2 separate regions of the Danio rerio genome follow, and region 1 is linked to region 2. Evidence: chromatin contacts called from public Hi-C data. All regions are on one chromosome and are shown on one strand. Each heading gives the region's core, a stretch centred on a gene start, on an enhancer-like site or on the middle of the called end of the contact. The rest is flanking DNA. Distances are from core to core; before and after follow the strand shown.

Region 1 (7,072 bases), core at 4,324-6,823, 350 kb after region 2:
GTCTTTGAACTTGTAGGGGAAACCAGAGCACCCGGAGGAAACCCACACTAACACGGGGAAAACATTCAAACTCCACGCACAACCAGCGACCTTCTTGCTGTGAGGCAACAGTGCCAACCACTGAGCCACCGCGCTGTAAGTTTGAAATGATTGCGGCCCAAAGATTTTTAGTTAAATCAAATGAACATATCTAGTCGTCTAACATCAGTCAATTTACTAAAAAGATTAAGATCAACAACTCAATATAGCACTAAAATATGTTGAAAACTGATTGACTTACTGAAAATAAAGCAACAAAAAACATGTTGTCATGATTTCATTTTTAATGTATAGTTACTTAAGCTACATGTGAACATTTTTCAATGTACAAAAAGGTTCTTCAAAGCTGAAATAGGTCCTTTAGGTTACTAAGACTGATTATGCCTCACAATAGTGGATTAAAAATAAAAAAAATTAAATGGTGTGTTGGCCAGGGTGGTGGTGCAGTGGGTGACGCCTCACAGCAAGAAGGTCGCTGGTTCGAGCCCCAGCTGGGTCAGTTGGTAATTCTGTGTGGAGTTTGCATGTTCCCCCTGTTTCCACATGGGTTTCCTCCAGGTCCTCCGGTTTCCCCCGCAAGTCCAAAGACATGCGGTTCAGGTAAATTGGGTAAGCTAAATTGTCCATAGTGTATGTGTGTGAATGAGAGTGTATTAGAGCTGTGCGATTTGAGGAAAATATCTAATTGTGATATTTGATTTTAATTGTGAATTATTTTGACAGATATTGCAATCGCGATTTAATTTTAAAGTCAAGATTCAGCTTAATAATATGTATCGTAGCTTAGAGTGTTAGTGCTCGTAGAGTGTTAGTTAAAAAAAGAAACTGAAAAGAAATTGACTTACGCCAACATTTATTGAGTATCATTGGCAATACTATCAGTTAACTTTTTAGCAAGGCACTCTTCATTTAGGTTCTGGTTGTTGTATTTCCTCATGCTGTGGCGACAATTCTGTCACAGCTTTTACCAATGACCCTTTTTTGTTTGGTGATTGTGACTTTGAAACCAAAATATTCCCAAATTATCATTGTGCTGTTTTTCTGTGATTTTAATTTGTCTGTTAATGCTTCTGAAGCAGCAGACGCCATCATCCCACTTGTCCCCACTTTACTGCTTTTATTTTTATTTTTTTTATTGTGGGCATTTTGCATAGTCTGGTTGTGTAATGCTGATTGGGCAGAACAAATGTATCCACATTTAATTGGCTAGTAAGACCATCACACACAGACAGAAATTTCATCGCGATTTCGATTAATCACACAGCTCTAGACTGTATGGGTGTTTCCCAGTGATCACTGTAGCTAAAAGGGTATCCGCTGCGTAAAACATATGCTGGATAAGTTTGTGGTTTATTCTGCTGTGTTGACCCCTGATTAATAAAGGGATTAAGCTAAAGGAAAGTGAATGAATGGTGTGTTTAAAAGGTATGTAGCTACAAAAATGAAGGAGTCTTCTCACAGGTATCATATATTCCCCTGAGACAGGAAAAGGAAAGCATTCCTAAAACAAACAGCATGAAGAATGCTACTTTTTCAAAAGTAGTTCACAAATGATTGTAAACACTATTGTCTGTTGCACTAGTGCAGATGCCTGGATTTATGTGTAGTAATTTATTGGACGGGTGACATGGTGGCTTAGTGGTATCTCACAGCAAAAAGGTCACTGGTTCCAGTCCCGGCTGGTTCAGTTAGCATTTCTGTGTAGAGTTTGCATGTTCTCCCCATGTTGGTGTGCGTTTCCTCCGAGTGCTCCGGTTTTCTCCACAGTCCAAAGTCATGCGCTATAGGTGAATTGAATAAACTAAATAAAATCATTTCAACAACAGACCAGTTTGTGTTTTGATTAGGGTCAATAGTGGTGGACTACTACAGATTTCAAAGAAAAATCTTAATATTAAAAATAAGGAAACATAAGCTGGACCAACACAGATCAATGTCATGTTCAAATAATGTAGCCTAGTTTACAACAAGCATCATGTTTTTAGTTAGATTGTGCCATCTGTAGGCCTATATCTGTTATTTATAGTAAAGAAGATATGAAGAGTTCAGATACAAAAACCTCTAAATGCCCTCTGAAAAAAAAGAACTTTTCTCAGCCTCTTAAATTGATGTTCAGTTATTTCACTTGAAAGGCAATGAAAAGAACTTATCCATCACTATAAATGTAAAATTAGTGAGCCAACACACAAGAGTTGGACAAAAATGCTAATTTTAGAAGAAAATGTCAATTGGATTTTAGAGGTTTTTGCATCTAAACTATATATACTAATATATATATTTATATATTATTTGAGTTTATCCCAACAACTATAGAAACTGCATTATGCTTAAAAAAGGCACAGTATCAGGACTGGATCTGTATTGATCGATACTCAAAATGTTGGTATTGGGATCGGATTGGTTCCAAAAATATGTTATTGGTGCATCCCTACTTTGAATCTATATTATAAGTCTCAAACTGGATTCCTGGAGGGCCGCAGCTCTGCATAGTTTTGCTCCAACCCTAATTAGACACCGCTGATCCAACTATAGGTGTTCAAAACTGTTAGACTATTAAGCAGATGTGAGTTGGAGGTGGTTGAAGCTAGAATCTGCAGAACTGTTGCCCTCCATGAAATGAGTTTGAGACTACTTATCTTTATAATTCTTATAAAGATTAAAATTTTATTTATTTATTTTTATCTATATATTTATTTCTTTTTTTGGCTAAACTGAAAAGTTAATCCTTTGTCAATTTGTATGACAATGTTTAAAATAAAAGTTTTTGTTCAACTTGCAAATGACCAAAGTATTACTTAAGCGAATACTCATATTTTTTCTAAAGCAACTTCCGCTTTATGCATTTGATGTGTGTATGAAACCGGCGAGTTTGCAGACTGCAGTGATCTCCTTACAGAGGTCACGTTTTAGTGTTAATATTTGTGTGTGTGTGTCATTGTTCAGTGTGAGTTATTGAATGAGATCATCTCATTTTCCGATCATCGTATCGCACTTATAAAGTTCCAGATGGCTATTAACCTAGTCCATCTGATATCCATCGTTCGTCAGCCAACTCTTTCCTCACGGTTCACCCTGGACTTAATCCACAGGCTGACAAGGGGAAGTATGTTCATTAGTGCGCTGAAATCTTGGAAACCATTGACTTTTCTCTTCTTCTTTTTTTTTTAAGCGTGCTGTTTGAACAGGATCTCTGGGGGGCAAAAGACTCTCTTGTGCAGAGCCAGTAAAGAGTAGAAGATCTTTGAAAAACAAGGGAGGGGGTCAGAAGAAATGAGGCTTTTTATTTAAACGTGATCCAAAAGAAGTCTAAAAATCTGAGGAATGCAGAGATCAGAGGGGAAAAAAGCTTCTATCCCTGGTGCCGTATGTATATTTTATGGTATTAAAATCAAAAAGGACATCTTTGACAAAGGTTATTACTAGCTGGAATATGTTTACAGTATTGAGGACCTCAAACAAGGCTTTTACTTGGCTTTTTACTAAGAATTTCAGTGGGTTTGTTTAAATACTCAACAATTTCGACTGTAAAAATAATACATTTCTCTAAATGTGCTAGATTTAGATCTGCGTTTAAGTAAAATGGTAATTTTTTTTATTCTATAAAGGTGTGAAACATTTCTTCCAAATTTCTAATAAAAATGCGGTATTTATTTTTTTGTGACTATATATATTATATACACACACACACACACACACACACACACACACACACACACACACACACACACACACACACACAGATATATATATATATATATATATATATATATATATATATATATATATATATATATATATATATATATAAATTGAATGTCTGAAAATATGGCATCAATTTTTTTTTTTCTATTTTCTATTTTGACTAATTATTATTTTAGAATTTTTAAATAATTTCAAATTTGGGTGAAGTTTTATCAGTAGTTTGTAGAGTAAATGCAAAAATGTGTTCTACTGAATCAAATAAGTATGAATCATCAATCCAGAGAAACTGAGAACTTCTAAGTGAAAGGAAACAGAAGATAAAGATTAAATTAAAAATGTATAATAGACATGTAGGCATGGGACGATTTCAAGGTGTACCAAGGTTTGGAAAAGTCAAGGTTTTAAAACCACCAAAAATTTCTGCGATATCATTCCTAAGCTATATGTATGTTTTATTTTAAGTTTTTCAGGACAACAGTATCTCCAGCAGAAAAGATATCCAAATATGTCATTTTAAATTGTGATGAAATCTGTGTTTTAGAAACTAATGAAGACAGCAGAAGTCAATTATTTATTTTAAATATTCTATATTTTTATAGATATATTCTCTTACTTTTTTTGTTTGTAAAAATGCAGTTTCAAGTTTTCAAGATAAAGAAATTCAAAACATCAAATTCAATATTCTAAAATTCTAAATCAGACATTCATATTGTGAACTTCAGATGGAGCAGAAAGTATGTCAGGGGTGATCTAATTGGGTAACTAAAGTTAACAATATTCAATTTCTCATTGTTTTGGCATATTTTAAACTCCATACTAAATAAATTGAAAAATACTGCACACTGAGGTGGTGAAATAGCCATAACAAAATATTCTCTAATAATTTAACAAACCACAGTCAATTATTCTGCTTATACTACATTACCAAACCTAAAGACACTGCTCAGATGTTTTGTTTAGACTGCCCATACATTTGTAAAAAAAAAAATGTGTTGGTAGTTTAGTAATACTTGCTTTATTGAATCAAATTTATAAATGTTTTTAAATGACATCTAATTGGTTAATAAAATGTTTTTAGTGTTTTAAGGGATATTTGGTGACTATTTTAGAGGTTGCTGTAGGTCAAACTATACAAGTTATGTGTCTAATGTTTCTTGTTATAGGCTACATGCAGATATAAACACTTATTTTACCGGAAACATATTACAAAAGTATTTTTAAAAACTTAAAATTTCTATTGGTGCTCTATACCTGCCAGCTTCAGACCGTTGAATGATATTTTTCCTATTGATTGGTGTCATAATACATTCACATGGTTTACACTGTTATAGGGGGTATCAAATGTATATTTATAATAATATACATTGTTAATTAATAATATTAAGTTATTATTCAGAGCAATATTTAAAGGCTGACCCCCCATACATCTTGTTTTGATGTCATTCCAGGGTATTAATTCGCCTACATACCTATATGTATATCTAATACATATGAGACTTTTAGACATACTATTTTCAAATGCTATCTTCTGTTATTGGGAAATCCCCAGCTGAAAGTCTTAAATGTCTCTCAGATAATAAAGAGTTCTTTAACAAAACTCTTTGTAACACTTCAACTGAATCTGGTCGCTTTTCTTTGAAACAATAAGGGTTTCACATGAGGTTAGAAAGATAAAACCACCAGCAAGTAACAATTTCAAGCAGATTCCTGTTGAATCTGGCAGCTCCTTCTATTGTTAAATACAGTAATTTCGTGGACAAATAAACAGCATGAGATGGGCTGCGGGCCAGTGTGGTCATTCGGAGGTCTTTAGTGACCCGGCAGGTCACGGTAATAGCCGATCAGAGTGAACATGAGGCAAACGGCCAGAACAAGCCCAATAAATCTGCCCGGCCCTGAGAACTCAAGTCTTTTGTTAAAATCTGAATTAAAACAAATCACAATACTCACATTGTATAGCGCAGCGGCTCTTGTCTATAGAGGTTAGATTGAAGAGCATGTGGAGAAGAGAGCGCTCATTTATGCTTTATGATCAGGAGACACTACAGGCTTTATCCTCTTCTTAACGCGTAACAGTTGAGGCACTTCTGGTTCCTCTGCTTGTGATTTATTTCTTTTTATTTTTTGCAGATTAACCGCTTTATGTCATTGATTCATTGTGGTTCTGATCTGAGCAGACAAAGATTCGACTCTTGTTGAACTGGTTTGTAATTGTGGTTAACTAAATAAAACAAATGAATTAAACTGATGTGATACACATTCTGCTATTTCTAGGTCTGTCGATTCAGTTGTTTCAGTACTTTGCTAAATTTAATTTTGCACAGATTAAAAACAAATACCAGGCTGTCCTCTAGTGGTGGAATATTACAAATAGGCCTATACCATGGGTGGCCACAATCTAAAAGAATACTTTAGCTTAGAGCTGTACATAACAAAGAAACACTAGCCTAAATATAGACTACTAAACAATATATACTACATAAGCCACAATATATATTTTTGTTGTCGTTGTTATTCAGGTTCCTTGAGTTCCTTGAATTTATTTACATTTCAGGATCAGATAGAGCTTTATCACGAAGTATGTTCACACATACAAACGATTTGTTTTCGTGACAGAGCTTCTGCAGTGCAGCAGAATTAAAGAAACAGGACAAAAACAGACAATAAATATATTTTAAAAATAGAAGCAGTGAATGCAAATATACAAATTGAAAAGTGTATAGGTATATTATTATACACAACAATATATGTGCAGCTTGTGCAATGTGCAAATTGGCATGTAAATGTTGTTAAATAAGTGTATATGTAGTGATGTTGTTTCATGATTACTTTATGAGATGGATTGCCTGAGGGAAGAAACTGTTTCTATGTCAGGCTGTCCTGGTGCACTTTCTTTTATTGTGATAAATGTTTATGTTTTTTTTTTTTTTTTTTTTTTTTAATTATTATATTTAATATGTAATATTTAAGGAGATCAGATGCAAAAAAAAACTCTAAATGCCATATAAAACATTCTTCTAAGATGAACATTTTTCTCAGGCTCTTGTGTGTAGGTTTAGTCATTTCACTTTTATGTCGATAAAAATTGTTATTTTTATTGCCTGTAAAGTGAAATAACTGACATAAACATAGGAGGTTGAGAAAAAAGCTTGTTTTTGAAGGAAATTTCAGACCGCTTTTAACGATTTTTGCATATGAACTAATTATTTAAAAAATATTTAGCAATGTCTATTTTTACATAGGGGACATTGGACATGACCAGAATTAACTTTTACATTACAAACTTTTTTTTAAAATATATATATTCTTTATTATTTTCTCTAATAAATAA
Region 2 (7,686 bases), core at 3,671-6,170:
GAATAAAATTTCAGACTTATACAGAGCTAAATGATGTTTTTTTTTTCTAATAGCCAATAGAAATATTAATACCTGCCTCATCAAAATAAATAAATAAATAAATTTTAGTTATTGCTTAGCCACTTATTTTAAATAATATGTCAAAACAAGCAAACTCTATATGTATCCATACACTTTTTTCCCCCAACATAACGTTCCTTTTTTTCAAAATTGACAAGCTTTATAATCTATAAGAAACTAAACCCTTAAACATCTGCCCAAGTCAGTGTCCTCAACATATATGATGTACAATCACACTTTAAAACAAATGTTACTATAAAAACGATAATTAAACCATATTTGGTCAATTGAGTTATAAATAGAGTTTTGTTAATTGCTTTACTGAGATTTATTGTTGAATATTTGATTTGGTGTTTGTCCGGTTGTGTAGCTTCACAAAGACAAAGTAAAATTAAAACCAATTTAAAATGATTTGAGACCTACAACACAATATTTCAGTGACAAATTAAAGACTTTTTAAGGCATAAAACCTGCAGATATTTACAGCAGTTGAAAAAGTCAAGGTTTTAAAACTCCTAAAATATTCTGTTATACTATTCCTAAGGTTTATGTAAGGTTTTTTTAATATATATTTTTATGTTTTGTAAATAAATCTATGTTTTTGAAACTATATAGACAGCAGAAGTCAATTATTTATTTCAACTATTTAGCCTGACGTGTGTACTGTTCCAAAATATTATAATGTTTCCTGAAATAAAATATACTGTGTTTAAAGGGGGAAAAGTTGCTTTTGTTTTATGCAGACATTTAAAAAGAACTTATTTTAGAGCGGTAATTACAATACTGTCATACCATGACTCCATGCAAGGTTATCATATTGTCAGAAACGTATACCGGCCCATGCCTAAACAACAGAGACAAAAATGTATGTGGCTAGTAAATACTCTGGTGCTATAAATAAGATATTGGGATCAGATAACTCAACTGTGAATCACACTTACTAAAAAAACACAGATTTGCATTTTATTTGTGATTTGTTTTTTGATATGTCTCAGTTATATGTATCAGTCAAAACTGATCATTTGCATTTTATCACTGACTGAAATCATCAATCTAAATATTGTTCCATTTTGTCATTTGCTGTGTTGTCACTGCTTTTATTGAATGACTGATGCTGGCAGAACAGTAGCACCATGCACACTTTGCACATTATGTTTCTTGTCTTCACATCAGTTCACGATGGCTGCACTCAAAGTATGCTTTAATAAGTGATGAATTACATAATAAATATGTAATCCATTTGCAACAATTAAAAATGTGTTCTAGTGCTAATTTGACTTAAAACCCATATCGGTAAAAACCTACATTGCATAGTTATGTTTATTATTTCTAAAATATAACTAATAGCAGGATGTAAAACGTGAGTACTAAATTGATAGCATGTTTGTATTAAATTACATGTTGTAATAAATAACTGCAATTGGTTCGGCTGTGAAAATAATTCCAAATTTAATTAATAAAAATAAAAGTAAGCTGCTCTTATAGATAATTTTTAACCTGGACATACTTTTCTATATGGATGTAGTGTTTTTTATTACCACTTGAGGGCGACAAAGATTGTCACTTAAAACAATATAGTTATGTTGACTTCTGACAATGCAGGGAACTACTACACCAAATCGTATTGTGTTGCTTTTCAAACTATCTCACAAACTTTGGATAATCTACACATTTTCTCTGTATTTTAATCAATACTGCTATCAGTATATCAACTAATTTGAGGGGAGACTAACTGTAGGCTAACCTCGGGCCTGTGGCCAGGGGGACTTCGGGTTTTCGCGAAAGACATACAATTGAGCCATACTATGCCATCATACATGTGAAAATAACCCACTAAAGAAGGCTTGGGATTTCTCTGTTGGCTATTGCTTCAGCTCATCAGTTTTGACCAATGCAAACAATTATTTTTCACCAGTCCAATATCCAGCTGTGTGGGGAAACATGCAACATTTGTGTTTTAATTTTTTTATTATTAAAATGGCCAAATTCTGACTGAGGACAGTGACTGAGGTGCTGGCCAGTTTGTTATTTGCCTAATAAATGACAGCTGGCTACAGTTTTTAATTTTAAACTTTAACAGATTCCTTATAAAAAAAACTATATATTGTAATAATTATGTATATATGATGTAATGATTTGTATTTTAAAAAATAGAATAAAAATTCTTTATTCTAAATCTTTAGGAAATGTGTTTGGTACATCAAAAAGTGTGGTTATGATGACAATTAATGTAGCAAAAAAAAAAATGTGTTAAAAATGTCACGATAAACGCAGTATTTAAACCTCATAATTTAATAGAAAATGTGGCACACACACACACACACATTTCAAATATTTATTCATTCATTTCCTTTTCGACTTAGTCCCTTTATTAATCTGGGGTTGGTGCCGCGGAATGAACCACCAACTTATCCAGCACATGTTTTATGTTTTACGTAGCGGATGCCCTTCTAGCCGCAACCCAACACTGGGAAACACCTATGCACTCTTGCATTCACACTCATACACTACGACCAATTTAGCTTATTCAATTCACCTTTGCGCATGTCTTTGGACTGTGGGGGAAACCGGAGCACCCGGAGGAAACCCACACGAACACAGGGAGAACATGCAAACTCTACACAGGAATGCCAACTGACCCAGCTGAGGCTCTAACTGACCAGAGACCTTCTTGCTGTGAGGAAATCGTGCTATCCACTGCTCTACCATGACGCCCCACATTTCAAATAAATTTCAAGCATTTATTATAAACAATACATTATTTAATAAAATAATATGGTAAGATTCAAATAAAAAAGTGTAAGCATGATAATATACCTAAACACAATTTTACACATTTTAGCATTCTAATAATTACAAAATCTATGACTATTATTTTTTTGTGTTTTTACTTATTTTTTATTATTACTTTTTTGCATTCATCCTTGTGTCTTTTACTGCTGCACATTTTATGTCTGTAAAGTTCCTTGAGATGCTACTTTTAAAAGCTCTATATGAAAAATAAATTATGTTATTATAAAATAACACTTTTTTAAATACCACTTATATTTTTTTAAATATATAATTATTTTGTATAAAGATTTTAAAAATAAACTACTCAAAATCCATAAAAATACATAAGAAAAAAAAACTCAAAATGAATACAAAATCACATTAAAATTGATAGGCTACAGTTTAAAATGATGGCCCATAAGCATTTCCTGCTTTTTATTAAACTATATAATTGTAACAAGAGGGAACCATAATTTAAAGTTAAAACAGCTATCATAACATTATTTATTGATATGTGACTCTTTTTTTTCTCGTGGAGGATATCAATTAAATTAAAAATGTAAAACAGGAAATATATAGAGACCATTGTTTTTCTTTACATCCCTCAAAATGGTCTATATATACACACACACACAAAGACACACACACTGTATATACAGTTGAAGTCAGAATTATTAGCCCCCTTTTGATTTTTATTTTCTTTTTTAAATATTTCCCAAATGATGTTTAACAGAGCAATGACATTTTTACAGTATGTCTGATAATATTTTTTTCTTCTGAAGAAAGTCTTATTTGTTTTATTTCGGCTAGAATAAAAGTAGTTATTAATTTTTTTAAAACATTTTTGGGACAAAATTATTAGCCCCTTTAAGCTAATTCTTTTTTGGATAGTCTACAGAACAAACCATCATCATACAATAATTTGACTAATTACCCTAACCTGCCTAGTGCACCTTATTACCCTAGTTAAGCTTTTAAATGTCACTTTAAGCTGTATAGAAGTGTCTTGAAAAATTTCAAGTAAAATATTATTTACTGTCATCATGACAAAGACAAAATACATCTGTTATTAGAAATAAGTTTTTAAAACTATTATGCTTAGGAATGTGCTGAAACAATCTTCCCTCCATTAAACAGAAATTGAGGAAAAAAATAAACAGGGGCGCTAATAATACAGGGGGCTAATAATTCTGACTTCAACTGTATATGAAGAAATCAAATGTAAAAACCTCTAAATGCCATCTAAAATTTTTTCTTTTATTTTAGTTAATGTTTTATGTCAGTTATTTCACTTTTAAGGTAATGAAGAAAACTTATTTGGCACTATGTACAATTACTGAGCCTACACACAGGAGTCGGAGAAAAATGCTTATTTTAGAAGGTTTTTGCATTCAAACTGTAAATATATTTATATGCAGTTATTTGTACAGTATAGAAAACTTTTCTATTTACTGTGTTAAAGCGATGAAACAATAGATGGCGCTATATTACCGACAGAAAAATGACCATTATAGTTCTCCTATCAGCAATACATAACCCTATTAAACAGAAATAAACGGCTGTATTGATAAACAAAATAAATGCACACTTGAGAAAATGTATTAAAACATGTTTCAGCAGTTTAAAACGCGTAGGCTATGCATTATTTAGAAAACATATTTCAGTAACTCCTATGTGGGTGACAATATAATCTTCATCAAACGATACGTTTTTATTACTATAACTTAAAATAATGACAACATATAGTAATAACCACATCATAAAATGACTTAAAAGGTCAGTCTAGTGATACACAGATTGTGCTTCAATGCATTGTTCTGTTGTGCGAAAGAAGCGGATTTCTGTCTCATTATACGCCAAACACTAAAGTCTTGTAACGTTACTTTTCCAAGTGAAAAAAAAAGTTGATGTGCGATGCTGTTACGTGTCACACGCAGAGATATCCAGCGGTCATGAGCGCTCTTTAACCTGCTCGAGCTCATAATATCTGGCGTCCAGTTGGTCGAGCGTCCCACGTGGTTTGAAGTATAAAAAGTTTCAGCGCGGTGCTGTATTGTCGTGATTATTACACGAGAGAAAAGACCAAAGGACAACATCCCTCCTGAGGCTGAAGAAACGCGCAAGAACTCGCAACACTACATTACTAAAAGAAGAGGAGCACGAAACAACTCGAATTCGGTGGACAGACAAACGGTGAATCGTTCTCTTCAAGCAAGATTTTGTTTTTGACCACACTGAATTTTAAAGGAATAGCAATCGGTTTGTTTTGACTCTTCACACATCAGTTAGTCCTGTACCTTGATGATGAGGAGACATTTTCGCGCTTTTTAACTCGAGGACTGACATTTTCGCGACAAGATTTCGCTATTATCAATGCGTTTACCGGACGATACTATGAACTCTTTCTATGAACGTCTCACAAAAATGACCGCGAGCCTAATAATGAACGGACATCTGTCAAAGGAGGTTGCTGGAAGTACAACTCAGTCCTGTTTATAGTTTATTTTAACTGTAGGAGTTCATGAACTGATTTGTTTGTTGTATGGACACGATATTTATGAAAATGAGCGTTTCCATCCTCTCTGTAACCTGTTTGATGGCTTGCCTGCTCTCGGTTCAGTGTAGTAGTCTGGGAGCGGAGACCGGCTCCCAGGAGTCTCAGTGTGTGTCTTGTGGACTCGGGCATCAGGAAGATTCGGGGAGAATGGACACAGACTTTCTGGAAGCGGTTAAAAGGCACATATTGAACCGACTGCAGATGAGAGAGAGACCAAATATCACTCATCCCATTCCCAAAGCCGCCATGGTAACGGCGCTGCGCAAACTTCACGCGGGTAAAGTTAGGGAGGACGGCAGGGTTGAGATCCCCAACTTAGATGGACACGCTGCCCACAACGAGGTGCAAGAAGAAACGTCGGAAATCATCAGTTTTGCCGAATCAGGTGTGTATGAAAAGCTTATTACATGACAGAGTGTATACCTTTTTAGTTACATAATAATTAACGTACATTTTAGCACATCTCGTATTTTGGGACAATCTGTAATGTTTAATTCACTTGCAAATTATATAATATAACGTTTATCTATAACATATCTAATTATTTAAATATCTTGAATTCATGCGGATATTTTAAGGGGTGGAGGCTAATAACCACTAAAGTTTTCGGGATTTATCACATTTGCAAATAATACAATTTAAAAGTACAGGTCAAATGATCTGTCCTTAAAGTATTAGTAATGGTGTCAGTAAATGGCGACCTGGTTGTGGGTCTTTAGTAAGCCATGACATCTCATGGGTCTGTTCCAAAAACCCGTCTATGCCTTCATACACAGCATCCTAACAGAGATGGGACCTATATACACGTGATAGACTTTGTATGAGGTACCATCTAAAAGTAATTATAACTCACTGATTTATCTGTATTTACAATATATTGTTTTGTGTTTGAGTAAAATGCCATTTTGGTTTTATTCTGAAAACGACTGAAGAATTTCTTCCAAATCTATTATAAGCATTTAAAGACTTTTTTGTTGCTCAAAATAGCAAAAAGGACGCCACAATTGCATTATTCAGACATGTATATTCACTTCAAAGCAAAACCACACAAATGGGCTAATTTTTATTAGATATTAGATATTATTAAATCAAAACAATTTTTTGACCAATTATCATTTTCAGAAAATAAGGCTCTAAAAAGACAACATTTTTATTTGAAATTTGGAAAAGTTCATAGATCTTATACAGATCTCAGATCTAATAAATCTTGTGAATCCAGAGAAACAGAGTATTCAGTTGGTCTCTGTATATCTATCCCTCATAAAGAGCAATTAACTATGATATTTTATGATATATTAATTATGATGCATTTCAATTCTACCTCAAAGGCAGCTGACTTAGCTTGGCTTGGAATAGTCCAAAAAAGTACACTTTTTCCACGGAAAAGTTGTTGCTATGCTACATGACGTTACAGTATAGAATCTTACTGTAAACAAATTAAAATGACATTACAGTGGAGTGCTTTACAACACAAGTGTTGTGATTTTTTACAGTGAGTTTTGGAGGGTTAATGAGACATGCATCCTTCATCTTCTAAAACTTCTATGATGTAACCGGAGCAATTAGAATACATGACCCTCTCAAAACATACAATTAGATAGATATGCTGACAGAAAATAATGAGTAGTCTGTCAAATTATGACCTGCGATAGGTGGGTGTTGAGGCAATTAAAATACTAGACCAGGAACGGGAACGCCAAGAGAACATCAAAAACATGGCAATCAAAGTATTACAGATAATTTGTTAATAAGAGGGCAAGAACAGTTTCACGCCTTTTTGCCTTATTAACAGACAATATAGCCATAAAAACTTTTGTTAAAAGTAATAAAAATAGACACCTTTTATTTAGGAAGCATACATTTATTACAATACATTCTTACTGAAGTAGTAAGTATTTTAAAAATACTTATGCAGTAACCCTGAATGCCTGAACAAGTCATGGAAATTCATTAGTCAACAAGGGTGGAAACCCTGTAACTAGCACAACTACCCATTAGTTCCAGGGCAAGGTGATGAAGCATTGGATTTCTTTCTATGAGCCAGTTTATCAGCTGTAGATTTGTGGTTTGGTCTAATTTGTATGCTACATTCTGCTGCTAAGTGTCAAAAAGTTAACCTTTATTATATATGTAATTTATGTCATTATTAGATCAAATACAAAATTTGCATGTGCAAACTAACATCAATAGAAGAATAACAGTAGAATTTATGTAGACTATAATCATTTATCATAACCATTCCAATATCTCAGTTTGACACCACTCATTTAAGCTTGTAAAACTGGCTTCTTTATCTT

What was found. Hi-C and Micro-C count contacts between places; a contact is called where the count stands out from the background.
Region 1: a contact with region 2 is called in a Hi-C map of an unstated tissue, with 5 times the contacts expected there. The contact joins the enhancer-like site here to the promoter of inhbb in region 2. A contact is called at or near these places in 7 of 18 Hi-C or Micro-C datasets (caudal fin, embryo, fibroblasts and 2 more) and 1 of 4 datasets of contacts at active chromatin or transcription factors (embryo).

The regions. Positions count from the first base shown.
Region 1 is chr9:39,017,823-39,024,894 of GRCz12tu, forward strand. No RefSeq gene overlaps it. Among named protein-coding and RNA genes, the nearest start is that of slc15a2, 9.6 kb to the right of the region's middle. Within about 2 kb of position 5,574, at least 12 of the 62 cell types and tissues checked have an H3K27ac peak or open chromatin away from gene starts, as enhancers often do.
Region 2 is chr9:38,672,285-38,679,970 of GRCz12tu, forward strand. It overlaps inhbb (inhibin subunit beta B), which reads left to right and starts at 4,921. Exons shown (of 2, transcript NM_131068.2): 1 at 4,921-5,774. The coding sequence starts at 5,375.